Regions from separate parts of the Sus scrofa genome. Here region 2 is linked to region 1. Evidence: chromatin contacts called from public Hi-C data. All regions are on one chromosome and are shown on one strand. The core of a region is the stretch at or near the end of the contact, and the rest is flanking DNA. Distances in the headings are between cores, read along the strand shown. Region 1 holds the start of A1CF (APOBEC1 complementation factor). Region 2 has its middle 88 kb from the start of A1CF.

Evidence for each region. A called contact is a pair of places that touch in the nucleus more often than the background predicts.
Region 2: a Hi-C map of liver shows a contact between it and region 1, with 2.7 times the contacts expected there. The contact joins the enhancer-like site here to the promoter of A1CF in region 1. A contact is called at or near these places in 1 of 5 promoter capture datasets (liver) and 9 of 47 Hi-C or Micro-C datasets (brain, embryonic fibroblasts, heart right ventricle and 2 more).

Annotation. Positions count from the first base shown.
Region 1 is chr14:98,906,345-98,910,947 of Sscrofa11.1, forward strand. It overlaps A1CF (APOBEC1 complementation factor), which reads left to right and starts at 2,241. Exons shown (of 13, transcript XM_021072461.1): 1 at 2,241-2,360.
Region 2 is chr14:98,994,188-98,998,790 of Sscrofa11.1, forward strand. No RefSeq gene overlaps it. Among named protein-coding and RNA genes, the nearest start is that of A1CF, 88 kb to the left of the region's middle. Within about 2 kb of position 2,129, at least 9 of the 83 cell types and tissues checked have an H3K27ac peak or open chromatin away from gene starts, as enhancers often do. A contact at or near this core is called in liver, where this site is marked.

The DNA.
Region 1 (4,603 bases), core at 991-3,490:
TTTCAGGGCTATTTTAACTTATTCCCAAGTATTTTGTGTTAACATAATTATAATTCTACCCTGCTGAATGTCAAGACCCCTCAAAGCGAAAAACAGGGAGTTTCCCATTATGGCTCAGTGGAAACAAATCTGACTAGCATCCATTAAGATGCAGGTTCAATCCCTAGCCTCGATCAGTGGGTTGAGGATCCGGCATTGCCGTGAGGTGTGGTGTAGGCCAGCAGCTACAGCTCCAATTTGATCCCTAGCCTGGGAACCTTCACATGCCTCAGCTGCATCTGTGCCCCTGATTTAAAAAAAAAAGGCAAAAGGGGGGGGGCGAATAATTTTTTTTATAATAACTAGTTAATATAATGCTTTCTTTAACTGTCATGTTTTGCTGTTCCACTAGATACCTAAAAACCTGGACTTTCTTTTCTTTGTCTCTACTTCTCACCATCCAGGCACCTACCATACGTAACAACCAATAAAATCCTCCCAGGACCTGACAGTCTTATAATATGCAACAGCTCTCTGCAGGACCAAGTGAACTCAAGCTAAGAATTCCCCACACACTTGTGAACTATGTTAGCACAGACTGAGTTTTCACTAAGAAAACCAAGAATACTGCCTGGAGAGGGGGAACCACTCAAGGCCATGGTAGGGGGATGCGTATTTCATACAGCTGTCCAGCTGGCAGGGGCACAGATGCTTCCCTTTAGGTCTCACTCCAGAGGCAAAACTCCAGTGCAAAACAGTTGTTCTGGGAGTGTCTTTGTGAAATCTGGTCAGGCACTGCTTTGGGAAGAGTTTAGGTAAATCAAGGCTTCCTTATATTTGAGAACTGCAAACTGTGGGCAGAACTAGCATTCAGACAACATGTTTGATATTCCTGGATATGCTCAACTGACTTATCTCCCTCTATGTCCATATTATGGAACAATTTTTTGTTTTTTTTAAAAAAAAGCACAGAAGAGTTCCCTGGTGGCTCAGTGGGCTAAGGATCCAGCATTGCAACCGCTGTGGTGCAGGTTTGATCCCTGGCCTAGGAACTTCTGCATACTGTGGGTGTGGCAAAAAAAAAAAAAAAAAAAAAGCACAGAATGAACAAGTACTTCTCTTAAGAGTTGGTTCCTACAAAATTAGATTCCCTTAATAGAACTGAAGCTATGTAAGTGTCCTCAAATTTCAGTGTGGGGGCCTGTAGTATATAAACCCTTACAATTTACAATTAGGAGGGTTTTAGGTTATTTATTTATTTATTTATTTTTTGTCTTTTTAGGGCCACACCCATGGCAGATGGAGGTTCCCAGGCGAGGGGTCTAATCAGAGCTATAGCCACTGGCCTACACCACAGCCACAGCAATGCCAAATCCAAGCCATGTCTGTGACCTACACCACAGCTCACAGCAATGTCGGATCCTTAAACCACTGAGCGAGGTGAGGGATTGAACCTGTATCCTCCTGGATACCAGTCAGATTGACTTCTGCTGAGCCACAATGGGAACTCACTTTTTTTTTTTTTTTTTTTTTTTTTGAAGTGAGCTTTTTTGAGCCTTAGATATTTCCTTTGTAGACTGGACAATTGTCTGACTGCATCAGACAATTTAGAACATAAGTTCCTATCTTGGATAATAACATTTCTCTATTCTTCAAGAAACACAGCTGCCACTGAAACTTCAAGTAATGAACAATAGCCTCAGCTCTCATACAACCTCAGTACATAGCTGATGATGATGTTTTCACAGTGATGACTCCCTCTTAAAATCTGAAAGAGCAGCTGGTAATTCAAAAAAAGGCTGCTTTCCCCAAGCTGATCTGACCCTATTTACTTGGTTATATAAATGCTTTGTGTGTTTTATTTTTGTATGCCAGCTTTTATCTACATACTTGACCTGAAACTCCACACTTTATTCCATGTAATACAGAGATAAAAGAAGTGTGAAAAAAGGGAGAAAACACTCATAAGTACCCCTAGGCTTAATATCATTTTGGCCTAGCAGAAAACAAGGGAGCATAAAGAAAAGCTTAGTTACTCAAGTAACAGTGGGTTCTACTTTTTAAATATATGCCATTTAAGACAGCATCAAAATGCTTTTCACATCAATGATTTTTAATGCAAAACAATATTGTAAACCAATGACAACAGTAGTTTTGTAGATTCTGCTTGGGTTTTCGTGACCCAACTGTCTGGTCAAAGGGCTGCATGGATGCAAGAGACAGGGTGAGTTAAAGTTTAACTCCCAGGAATTGTAAACCAAACCTAAAGCCGCTGAACCTTTGGAGTTTGATATGATGATTAGAGCATAACCAGAGTGACACGTTGAATTCGCCATAATCAAGGAAACCTTTTCCGGGTGGGGATCCCTGAAATCACTCAGGTATGGTCTGCGTGTTTCCTTTTTCTATTTCAACTCTGTGCAGTGTGGATCAGTGGGAATGCAAAGAAAAAAGCTTTTACCTTCTCCCACTCTAGAGCTGAACTCAGGGACTTTGCTAGTTTGTTTTTATACAAACAGAGAAACCTGAAAACAAAAGAAAATATTAGAATGATGATATAATCTCAAAACGAGACGGCAGCCATATTTTGCTTTTTGATTTCATCAATTTCTGAGGCTAAAAAAAAAAAAAATGTACATTTACCACTTCAGGTTCAAAAGCAAGGTTAATGTTTCTAAGAAATGTATTTAGCAATAGCCAGGCAGCAGGGAGAGTTGTGGTTGACTGCCTGTCCTGGTCCTAGGATCCCAGGAAACGCAAAAAAAAAAAAAAAAACAAAACTGTAATTAACAAGAGACATAGCATTAACATCACTGACAGATTCTGAATTCTCTGTGTGGGTCATAATTTCTATCATACTTTAGACTTTTTATATTTAATTATCCCCTTCCCTCTCCTCCTTTATCCTATACTACCACCAAAAACACAAAAAAAGAAAACGAAAAAATACCTTGGTGAATTCTTGCTAAGCTCCTCTGCCATTATTACACTAACAAAAGGAATGCCCTGGTTCACTCACTTATCATTCTAGCAAAAAACAAAACAAAAAAAGTCATGAAAAGTGATTGGCTTTGAGTATATTAAATCTCAACCTGGCTAATTATTAGAACTTTTCCTATCAGGATGGTTTGGGAGAATGTGGTGCAGTGGCTATATTTCACGCAATCACTTTGTTTACTCCAAAAGGATTATCAGAATATGATAGTATTTTATGTTAAAAAAAAAAAAGAAACCTATTACGGCCCTTATCAGGAATATTCCATGCCTCTCAGAAATCTCTTAAATACTGATTGAAATACTTTTGTTCTATGATTACCAAAGTTAAGTTCCAAGGGGAATGGGTTCCAAGTCCAAGAAGTTTCTTTCCTATAGGACTTTTCAAATCTATATTTTGTATCTTCAAGATGATGATGAACAGCCCTATTTGTGCATTATGCAGGATGGATGTTTTGCAAAATGTGCATTGGCAAATTTAACTCTAGTTATAATTTAGGAGCATCAAAGATGTGCTCATCTGGTCTGCAACATTCTTTAATAATAGGTACTGAGATGCATATAATAGGAGCATAGTTCTGGAGATAAAAGTGAAATCACTTTCCAAAGTGCTGAAGCTTTTCTCTGCTAAATACAGGTAATAAATGAATAACTTACAGGGTAATTTTTAAGGGTCATATTTTCTGGAAGAGTGTGGATATTGCCCATTTGAGACAATTCTCACATTTTACTGCTGTGTTTTATTACTGTTTACTGATTTATTATTTATCAAGTATAAGAGAAGGGGAAAGATCATTGTCAAGAAAAGAAATTAGTTGTTATGGGCAAATATAAAATTACATAATGGATATGAAAACAATGAGTATTTAGTTATTATTTGCAACTGAGCTAACACCAAGTTGGTCTGGTCATTTCAAATACAAAGTTTCCTAAACTGTGGATATGAATATATGTGGCTCAGAAAAAAAAGGGGTGGGGAGGACTCTGTTGTCAAGTAAGTTGAGGAAATGGTGTTTGGACAAGTTAAAAACAAGTCTCTTACTATGTAAGTGTTTTGAGTAATAATAACAATAACAGACATTTCTTAAGCATATTGCCACGTGTACTTCTAAGTATTTTTCATGCATGTATCTCGTGTTATTCTTAGAACAGCTCTATAAGACAGGTACTGTTATAACATTTTATAAAATGAGAAAAAAACTGAGGCATAAATAAGTTACCTAAGAAGCTCATGGTTACCCAGTTAGGAAGTGGCAGAGCCAAGGTCTCGAACCAGGTGTTCTGACTCCAAAGCCCAGGCACAGAACCATGAGATCTGTCCTCACAATGACTGGATTTACTCTGCGTGTAAATATGTTCATTCATTGTGAATATCTGGTTGAACTGTCAATGTTTTATTTCCTAAGTTTATTTTACAACAGAACTCCTTTCCATAACCTCCATTGACATCTCTAAGAAATGATATTCCTCACAACACAGATTAAGGCAGAACAAATCATTTTTATAGCCCATGTCCAGCATTCAGAACAACCAGAATTGATTGAAAACATCACTACTGAAATCATCATGATTGAAAACCTCTAAGGGCCCGTAGAGTCTTAGAGACTCTCCAAATTAATTATAGACAGAA
Region 2 (4,603 bases), core at 879-3,378, 88 kb after region 1:
TAACAATGCTCAGCCCACTAAGAATTAAAGAGAACTTCCTTAAATTGATGGAGGGTATCTTCAAAAGTTAAATACATACCTATTATATGATCCAGTCATTCTATTCCTGGGTACTGATCCAAGAGAAACAAAGTACATATGCATACAAAGATCTGTACATGAATGTTCATAGAAGATTTATTTGTAACAGTCAATAACCAGAAAAAGCCCAAACATTAATGAATGAATGGATTAAACACATTGTGGTACATTCATACAAGGAATGGTTGCACAGCAGGAAATAGGGTGAACAACTGACACATGCTACAACAAGGATGAATCGCAAAATAAGTACAGTAAGTAAAAGAGACAAAAGAGATTCATTTACATAAAACTCCACAATGTGCAAACTCTCATGCAGTGAGAAGAAGCAAGTCAGGTGTTGCCTGGGGGAGGAGCAGGAGAGATGGATTGCCCAACAGCAGCTCAGCTGGAAACTTCAGAGGGTGGTGGATCCAATGCAGTGATGACTTTGTGAGTATATATAGCAACATGTATCATATTGTACAATTTTTTATGTGTAGCTTATTATATGTAAATAAGACATCAATAAAAAATTATTAAATACTAAAAGCAAGCAGGGTAATTAAAGAAATCAGAAAGATGAGGATTTTGATGATCTGTCTGGGTCCAAAAAAGCATGTGACAGAAGGAAAAAAGTACTGGTACAGCTACATTGCTGTGTAAACATCAAGTACTCTGTCACCCTTGGGCTCCCATTTCTGGTTCTGTGATGTGCACATGGTTGGACTTGATGCTCTTCAACATTTCTTCCACTTCTAACAGGCTATGCTACTATTTTTCTTTTTTTTTTTTTTTGTTTTCTTAGGGCCTCACCTGCGTCATATGGAGGTTCTCGGGCTAGGGGTTGAATCAGAGCTTTAGCCGCTGGCCTATACCACAGCCACAGCAACACTGAATCCGAGCTGCATCTGTGACCTACACCACAGCTCATGGCAACATCAGATTCTTAACCCACTGAGAGAGGCCAGGGATCGAACCTGTGTCCTCATGGATGCTAGTCAGATTCGTTTCCTCTGAGCTGCAATGGGAACTCCTATGCGATTATTTTTGATCTCTAACATCCAGGTTTTTCAAAGTAGACTTGGCCAGTGAGCTTCCTTAAAAACCTTCAAGATCCTTACCAACTGAAAAGATAGGCATGCTCACCCTTTCGGTCCCAGGACGGGACCACACCGGCTCCAAACTGCGAAGGATCTCAGAACAAGTGCCCGAGACAGTAAAAAAAATATTCAAGGGAAACCTGATTTATTCTTATCTTGGTATCTCCTGCAGGCCTGCAATCCTGCTGATATCAACCCAGAAGTAATCTTCTGCTGTTTCAGTGAGAACACAACCAGGGAAATCTAAATTTGAGAGATAATTACCCTCTCTGATCTGGTTTTTCCAAAGGTGGTGAATAGCATGTGAGCAATATTAGTTTATATCCTCCATCTGGTAGTTACAAAAATTTAAACTCCCACGTGTGTGCATGTTTGTGTGTGTGTGTGTGGTTACATTATAACTTATTAGTACTCAGGGTGAGCTCTCTTGGCTTGCTTTTTCTGATAAGAGCTGGGATAAATCATGACCCTTGGCTTGTCTTCCCGATTTCCTGTTAGAGGTTGTGGACTTTATTGTTAGCCTAATGTGTCTCTGCTAAGTGCTTTGGGAAACATGTTCCAGTGTCCGACCACAGTCTCAATAACCACCACCCCCCAAGCAAATTCTCAAGATAAAACATTCATGAGTTAAAACTCTGACTCTAGGGCTGTTGTGGAAGTCAAAATATTCAAGGCTTGCAATTGAACAGAGTTTAGGAGAGAGTTGGAGCCAGATAAGTGTTCTTCGCATCTGTTTCTGTAAAGTAGAAATTTCCTAAAGGGCCATTATCTTGATGTGTCTCTAGCATACTTGGCTCAATGACAGGGACCAAGCAGGGAGTCAAGTGACCCAAGTTCTAGACCCAGATTTGCTGCCAACTTCACCTGTGTCCTTGGTCAAACAGGTAAGGTGTCTGGGTGGTCAGTTGCCTCTATAAAAGGAGACCAGGCGTTCTCCACTCCATTGTCCTGAGTGCCAGGTGGGCATCCTGCTGAGTGAAGGGCCCAAGCAGGACTCTAGAGGGGCACACACTCCACCCTCTGCCTGAATGCATTCAAATTCCATTAAAATGAAACAAAAGAAAACGTGCTCCAAACAAACTTGGCTGTGGCCTGCAGTTTTCAGACTCTGGCTCTAACTCTGAGTCAAAGATCATTAACATCCACTTCGGCTCTAAAAGCCGAAGACTGTCCAAGCCAAAGTGCACTGGGCAAGGTGTATGTGGTAGCTTAGATCAAGTGTGACATCCAGTGGCCTATTGGGCTAATAACACTTGAAGACTTTCAAATAGCCTGGGGAATTGTATGACCTCTTAGGCACTTGATTTTGCTGAAAAGAATGCAATTGAAGAAAGGGAAGAGGCACTAACAAGCATTCTTCCCTGGGTTCCAGGCACCACACTCCACAGTGAGACCAATATTATTATCCACCAAAATGGAAAAGAAACAGAAGGAGGCATAGACCTTAAACAACTTGCCCAAGTAACGTGCCAAGCTTGCAAGTGAGCAATTGTAAATACAGTCCAACTCCTGCATCCATAATGCATCTATCATTCTGGGACTTTAGAGAAAACATTTTCAAAACAATTGTTTTTCCACGTTTTAGGGCTGGACCCACAGCATATGGAAGTTCCCAGGCTAGGGGTCTAATCAGATCCACAGCTGCTGGCGTACACAACCTCCACAGCAACACAGGATCCAAGCCATGTCTGCAACCTATGCCACAGCTTGAGGAGGCACCAGATCCTTAACCCACTGAATGAGGCCAGGACTGAACCCGCATCCTCATGGATACTAGCCATGTTTGCAGCCTGCTGAGCCACAATTGGGACTCCCTTCTCTCTTTTTTCAATGTGGAAATTAGAGGAAAGTTAAGTGATGCCAAAAAGCTAGCTAGTAACTAGGGAAAGGGCTAAGGCCAAAGCCCGTCTTAGAGAAGAGCACCAATTAATTTTTCCATTATTAATTACCCATAACAGAAACAACTTTTACCTCCATTAGAGCCTCTGAAATACAAACCATGACAATAAAGACCCTTTGCTTTCCTTTGGAGAAAAGCCCAACAATGACCATTGGAAGATTAGAAACGAGCTTTCTAACTGCTTATATGAGGAGCTGGGAGCAGAAAGGCAATAAAAGAACAACTAATAATAATTTTTAGGAGTTCCTATAGTGGCTCAGCGGTTAACAAACTGGATTAGGAGCCATGAGGATGTGGATTCGCTCCTTGGCCTTGCTCAGTGGGTCACGGATCTGGTGTTGCTGTGAGCTAGGGTGTAGATCGCAGCCGCAGCTCAGATCTGGCATTGCTGTGGCTGCAGTGTAGGCCATCAGTGTAGCTCCAACTGTACCCCTAACCTGGGAACCTCCATATGCCACAGGTGTGGCCCTAAAAAGCAAAATAATAATTTTTAAAAACTTGAACATGTAGTTGGTACCATTAATCAGGGTCAAAAAGTCTGACACACTTTAAACTCCAAAGGTCTCACTCTATGTGATCTGGCATAATAATTAATGTCCATAATGATGATTCTGCATCATTAAGATCAACTAAATTATTCTTAGAGTCCTATGTTTAATCAAGTAAGGAAATACATAATCTAATTTAGAAAGATTTAACATCCAAAATAGAGTGAACCTTTTCTTTGCAGTTAAATAGCTTATCTCAAAGACTGGCTTTGGTTTGCCATGTTCTAAACTCTTGAGAGGAGTCAGATGACATCTGTGTCTGGCCAGAAATTCTTCTACCAACAGCCTTTGGTTTAGGCTACAAATATGGGGGCACTATTCCCAGATAAGAACTATTTTTATTGCCTCTTTCTTGTTTTGCCCTGATAAAATCTAGTCCCTTTCAGTTCAGCCTCAGAGCAGAGTCAACTCAAGAAGCAAAGTGTAAGGAGTTTCACTCTTTGTATTTCCCAAGTGAAGGGCATTCAAATGTAAAGTCTACACTAATCTTAGCAAAAAGTATCACCTGTCCTATTTTCTCACACACTCCTCTGGGATCTAGCTCTTCAAAACCCCTAGGAAAACTTTCTCTGATTCTTTACCCACCACACTTTGTCCTCTGCCTGGAATTTCTCTCCCAACCCACCTCCCTTCTTGTCTTTTTTTGGGGGGAGAGGGCACCTGCAGCATATGGAAGTTTCCAGGTGAGAGGTCTAATTGGAGTTGCAGCTGCGGGCCTACACCACAGCCACAGCAATCAGGATCCAAGCCTTGTCTGCGACTTACACCACAGCTCACAGCAACGCCAGATCCTTAATGCATTGAGCGAGGCCAGGGATAGAACCCTCATCCTTATGGATACCAGTCGGGTTAGCTACCACTGAGCCAAGAACTCCCCCTTTTTTCCTTCTTTATCATTTTAGTCACTATCACTTGTCAAAAGTTACCATTTTATGGTTCAACTCAAATGCAATAAAATCTCCCCTTCAAAGAACACCCTCTGCCTCTCCTTA